Regions from separate parts of the Sus scrofa genome. Here region 1 is linked to region 2. The links are chromatin contacts, called in public HiChIP or PLAC-seq maps. All regions are on one chromosome and are shown on one strand. Each heading gives the region's core, a stretch centred on a gene start, on an enhancer-like site or on the middle of the called end of the contact. The rest is flanking DNA. Distances are from core to core; before and after follow the strand shown.

Region 1 (2,857 bases), core at 196-2,695, 73 kb after region 2:
CTCCGATTTACTCCCTGTGCGGCAGCAGCATGAAGCGCGAGCGGGAAGTAAGGCGACTGCGTTCAGACAGTCCCCCTCGACGCCTGCTCAGAAGGGGACAGAGGAGGGGACGCAGCCTCAGGAGGCCGTATTTGGTTTTGATGGTTTTGTTTCATTTTTAGGGCCGCACCTGCGGCATATGGAGGTTCCCAGGCTAGGGGTTGAATGGGAGGTACAGCTGCCAGCCTACACCACAGCTCACGGCAACGCCGGATCCTTCACCCACTGAGCGAGGCCAGGGATCGAACCCACGGCCTCATGGTTCCTAGTCGATTCATTTCTGCTGCGCCACACAGGAACTCCATAGAGGCTGTGTTTGGAAACAAGGAGGCAGAGACCAGAAGCAACCAGCTGAAAGAGTGACAGGAGCTGCCGCAGGTGGCAGGGAGCAGAGGCCTGTGGCTTCCCCTGCAAGGCCCGTGGGCTCATTTATGTCACTTGAGCAGCTGCCCAGGGCAAGACTGCTGCTGGGAGAAGAGCGGGAAGGGCAAGCTCTCTGGGGGACAGAACGCGGGCAAATCCCTGCCTGAGCTCCTGCTGCCGGAACAGGAGGCGAGCGTTAGAGGGGAGAAGCAGGGCCTGGGCAGAAGGTGTCCCCAGCTTCCTCGCTTACAGAGTCTAGACGTGGCTGCAGAGAAGGGTCGAGAGACTACCATTCGGGTCACCTGAATAGCTGGGCACCATGTGGCAGCTCAGAGGAGGGTGAGATTAGAGCAGGGAGTCCAGCCGGAGGCCACGGTCTGTTACCAGCAAGAAAGGATGCAGGTCTGAGGTCAAGGCGCTCCCCCCGGTTAACACGAAAGGCAGAAAAGGAATAACATCAAAGGGTCTAGAGGAGTTTCCATCGTGGCTCAGCAGAAGGAATCTGACTAGCATCCATGAGGACACAGGTTTGATCCCTGGCCTCGCTCAGTGGGTTTAGGATCTGGCGTTGCCGTGAGCTGTGGTGTAGGTCCCAGACACTGCTTGGATCCTGCATCGCTGTGGCTGTGGTGTAGGCTGGCAGCTGCAGCTCCAATTAGACCCCTAGCCTGGGGCCCTCCATATGCCTCAGGTGCAGCCCTAAAAGGGCAAAAAAAAAAAAAAAAAAGGGAGGGGGGGTCTTGATTAGCTATCAGGCGGATACAAGGAAGGGAGGAGCCTCGGAAGGTACCAAATCAGAGGACTTGGCAGGTTCGAAGGGGGAAAGCTGAGACGCCGGGGACGTGTTTGGGATGAGAAGTGTCATCTAACTGGCAGCTGGGTACAGATCTGAAGTTCTGTAACGAGGACTGGCTGAGACAGGATGTGTCTTGGCCACAGCAGACAGAAAGCAGGGGAGTAGAGAAAACTCCTAGGAAGAGGGTGAAGGTCAGAGATAAAGGGCAGCAGTGCCAGGAGGAGGGGTCACGGGCCTCAAGAAGGGCGGGGTTAGCTGTGGCAGATGCCATCGACGTCAAGGAAGAGCACGGGATTGAGCCCAGGAGGTTGGGCACAGTGACTTTCCACAGAGCATCGGAGGAGGAAGCCAGCGGGGAGGAGGGTCGACCCTGCAGTCATTGCAACCCCGTTCCCTGGGTGTGGGTTGAACCGAAGGGCTGAACAGACTAAGAGGAGGCAGGAGAGGGGGCGGCTCTCGGAGAGCCCGGCCCGGAAGGAAGAACAGGAGGGCCCATGGGGAATAGCCGAGTGGGTTAACATTCCAGGGGTGGACGTTTCCCCCAAGGAAGACAGAGACGGGAGAAAAGCCATCAGTACAGCGAGTCTGAGAACACGGGAGAGACGAAACTAAACAGCCCTGCCCTGCAATCCAGCAATCCCACTCCCCACTCACCCAATGAATGGACACACTTATATCCACAAAAAAAAACCCACGCCTGTGCATAAATGTTCATAGCAGCTTTATTCATAGTCACCAAAACCCAGAAGTGGCCAAGCTGCCCCTCAGTAGGGAAACGGATAAAGAAACGGTTGCCTCCAGATAACAGGATAAAAAACGAGCTGTCCAGCCACAAAGGGGTACAGACGACTTGAAAATGCACGATGCTAAGTGAAGGAGGCCAGACTGAAAAGGCTGCATAATGTATGATTGCACTACGTGATCCAGAAAAGGCAAAACGGCAGAGACAGTAAACAGCAGGGGCTGCCAGGCACAGGGTGAATACGGGTGGCACAGGGCGGCTTTTAGGGCAGAGGGCAGTGAAACCGTTCTGAAGGGTAGTCTCATGTGACTACACAACATTAAGCCTTTGCCAAAGCCCGTAAAACTTCACTGCCAAAGAAGAAGCCTTGATGTACATAGGTTTTGAAAAACTCATTTAGAATGTTGCTGGATCCCAGGATGACACGTAGAATGCGGCAAATACATTGAAATGCTTCACAAACACATAAAACAGGATCCCTGAGGGCTGGGGTGGGGGATGAAGAGTCAAGCTAAGTAGCTCCGGAAAGGACTGGGGTCCACTGGGTGGATTGACAACCCCCAAAGGGCTCGTCGGGACCCTGGGACTGAGCAATGAAGCGGGTGCTGCAGTGGGAAGTTACCGTCAAGCGGGTGGGGGAGGCGAGAAAGATCGGAGCAGAGTTGGGGACATCAGCAGGACCTGGGCTTACCTTACTATACAGATGGGTCCCTTTCTACACACATGCATTTCCTTGCTCCATCAGCTGAGGCAGCCTGGACCCAATGACACGCCAACAGCAACGAGCATACCTGCCACCCAGATCTGGGTTTCTAATACCATCCTCCGGTACAAGGAGCCATGCCTGGCTCCTTGGAGAAGCGGCTGATTCTGGGCGGGGGCGGGAAAGACAGGGTGAGCCTGGGGCATCTTGTGGT
Region 2 (2,700 bases), core at 89-2,588:
TTTGGGGCAGAGCTGCTCCGTACGACATTATAAGGATGGTTACGTGACCTCATGCACCTGTCCAAACCCGCTGAACATACGCCACCCACAGGGACTCCTAAATGACAGACAACCATGGAGTCTGGGTGATGACGACGGGTCAGTGCAGGTTCATTCTCAGTAAAAAGGTACCATCTGGCGAGGGATGTGGATGATGGGGGCGGCTGTGCCTGGCGGGGCGGGGCGTATGAGCATGCTGTACCTTCTGCTCAATTTTGCTGTGAATCTACGAGTGCTCTAAAAAAAAATAAAAAATAAATTTTGGAAAATCACTATTTTTCTTCAAATACTATATACATTGTTCTCCAAATAAGGGGACTGACCCATCTCATTATGAGGGTTATAAGGACAGCTGTATGCAGCCCCATCCTGATAGTGGGGGAACCGTGGCAACTGAAGCCCTACTGAGCCTTCCCGCACGTTTCCATCTCCCTCTGCTCCGTCCTTGTCACTCCGCTTCCTGTCAGCCTTTCCTTTTTCAAGGGCACACCCCCGACCTCGGGACCACACTCTTAAATCCACCCCTTGGTTCTCACATCAGCATCCCACCTGCTCTGAGACTATTTTACACCCCCTGTCAACCTCACCAATATCAACACATAGGTTCCTTGTGTGTAAACATATTATTTTAGGACCTCGAAATATTTGTGCTTTAAAAAAAAAAAAATCAGATATCCTGTGGGCTAGTGAACAGGCGTGAACCCACAGCAGTTTCCTGGTTGTGATATTTGACGACAGTCATGTCAGATGTCACCACTAGAGGAAGCTGGGTGAAAGGTTCCTGGGACTCTGTATGCTATTTTGTAAGTTCTTGTATTTCAAAACGAAAAGTTTTTTTTCAAAAACTCCAAAAATTGAAAATCAGCGCTAGCTCCGTTTGCTTAAATTTGAGACGAAACACAAGGGAGAAAAAGGAAAGCACAGATGGGACAGATCCAGGCATTGAGGGAGAAGGGAACGGGGTAGAAAGGCAGCCAGGAACTCTTCAGTGATTTGCATGTGTTCCTAACACCTCTGCTTCTTGCAAATGATACACATATACAAACGGAATTTGCACGAATCCTGCACCTGTGGGCAAAGAGAATCAAGCTCAAGCTGTGTTTTACGCTGGGGGGCGGAGGATGCTATTTCTGGGCTTTGCGTAAATCTTCTTTAATGGGTGTGTAGTCTTGGTCACCAATTTGCATGCACGACGCAGAATGAAGAGGAGACACACGCAGAGTTCAGCAGAGGACGGCAGACAGCCACGCTGAGCCTGTGTTTCCTGGAGGGACAGGAGGCTCAGGGGTGAGCCGTTCACCATCCATCCTCTTCTGGTACATTTATTAGATGCTCACGGGCAGTCGCTTGCGCATCAGACGCTGCAGGGAACAGGTCGCACCTGGAATCCCAACAATCTGGAGTCCAGCCAAGGAGAGGAGCCGGTGACCGGTGATCACGCAGCTGTCATCCCGGTGCTCTGAGCTCCGGCTCACACTGAGCGTGAGAGAGAAAGCGCTCCCACAGACCAGAGGCGGACAGGGACCCACGTTAGAACAAACATATGGAACAAGAAGGGAGGTGTCAGGTCAGGTGCCATTAAGCGGGATGCAGGCTCAGGGCAAGTCCATGCTGGGACTGGAAGCAAAGTCGGCCTGTAATTGGGGCAGATCAACTAGGAATTTCACATCCATCTCATTGTTCTTTGTCTCTGCCAAGGCCAAGAGCACACAGGAAAGCAAAGCCAGCATCTCTCATCTCTTCCTACAACCAACAAGAAGTCACGGCAAGCCAGCTGTCCTGGGGCCCTAAAGTCACGTGAGATGCGGTCCTTGTCAGAAGTATGAATTCATTTTTGAGTTTCATCGTGTCCCTACCACACACACACACACACACACACACAAACACACCCCTACGTTTTTCCCTTAGAGCTGATAAAGCCGAGGCTCGGAAATATGAAATTACTTTCCTCTGATCACATAGCTAATAAGCCAAGGAATAACCAACAAGACCTCCAACTAGGCTGGTCTTCTTTCTGGTGGCTCCCAATTCCATTACTTGGGTCCCCTTCCCAACAACAAGGCCAACAACCAAATTCTGGATCCACGCGGTTTTGATGACAAGGTCCAAATTACTTAGTATTTGGTGAGCAGGTGCACATAAGGGCCATCTTCGACTGCTACACAAATGAATAAACTAAAAACTTCCAAAGGAACCTACAAGGTAAAGTGCTACCTAGAGATGAAGATGGGGAGCCAGCCCCCCAAAGTCCCAGCCCTCCTGCTGCGGCTGTCACACCTGGACAGCCCTCCTTTCTGATGCAGAAAAGGCACGTGGTCGCTGCCACAGCAGAGCCAATGGAAGGAGAAATAACGGCTTTTATGAGCTGTAACTGTATCAGCATTAAGGAAATGGAGGAAGCCTTGGGCTTTCTGTGCACTTCCGAAAGGTTTTAAGATGCCCAAGTTTATTAGTAAAAATGTGTGGTAAAAAAAAAAAAAAAAAAAAAAAGTCCTCTGTCTCTGATACAGATCAAATTCTCTGATAGACCTCACATTTCTATGGTTAATAATACATCTTGGGAAGTTCCCATTGTGGTGCAATAGAAGCAAATCCAACTAGTAACCATGAGGTTGTGGGTTCGATCCCTGGCCTCGCTCAGTGGGTTAAGGATCCGGCATT

What was found. HiChIP or PLAC-seq counts read pairs in DNA pulled down with a chosen protein or histone mark.
Region 1: an H3K27ac HiChIP or PLAC-seq map of alveolar macrophages shows a contact between it and region 2. The contact joins two enhancer-like sites. A contact is called at or near these places in 17 of 47 Hi-C or Micro-C datasets (alveolar macrophages, blood, embryonic fibroblasts and 10 more) and 2 of 2 datasets of contacts at active chromatin or transcription factors (alveolar macrophages and skeletal muscle).

Annotation. Positions count from the first base shown.
Region 1 is chr10:64,878,951-64,881,807 of Sscrofa11.1, forward strand. No RefSeq gene overlaps it. Among named protein-coding and RNA genes, the nearest start is that of PFKFB3, 21 kb to the left of the region's middle. Within about 2 kb of position 1,446, at least 3 of the 83 cell types and tissues checked have an H3K27ac peak or open chromatin away from gene starts, as enhancers often do. A contact at or near this core is called in alveolar macrophages and retroperitoneal adipose tissue, where this site is marked.
Region 2 is chr10:64,806,538-64,809,237 of Sscrofa11.1, forward strand. The region is part of intron 1 of PFKFB3 (6-phosphofructo-2-kinase/fructose-2,6-bisphosphatase 3); the gene reads right to left. Among named protein-coding and RNA genes, the nearest start is that of PFKFB3, 51 kb to the right of the region's middle. Within about 2 kb of position 1,339, at least 8 of the 83 cell types and tissues checked have an H3K27ac peak or open chromatin away from gene starts, as enhancers often do. A contact at or near this core is called in alveolar macrophages and retroperitoneal adipose tissue, where this site is marked.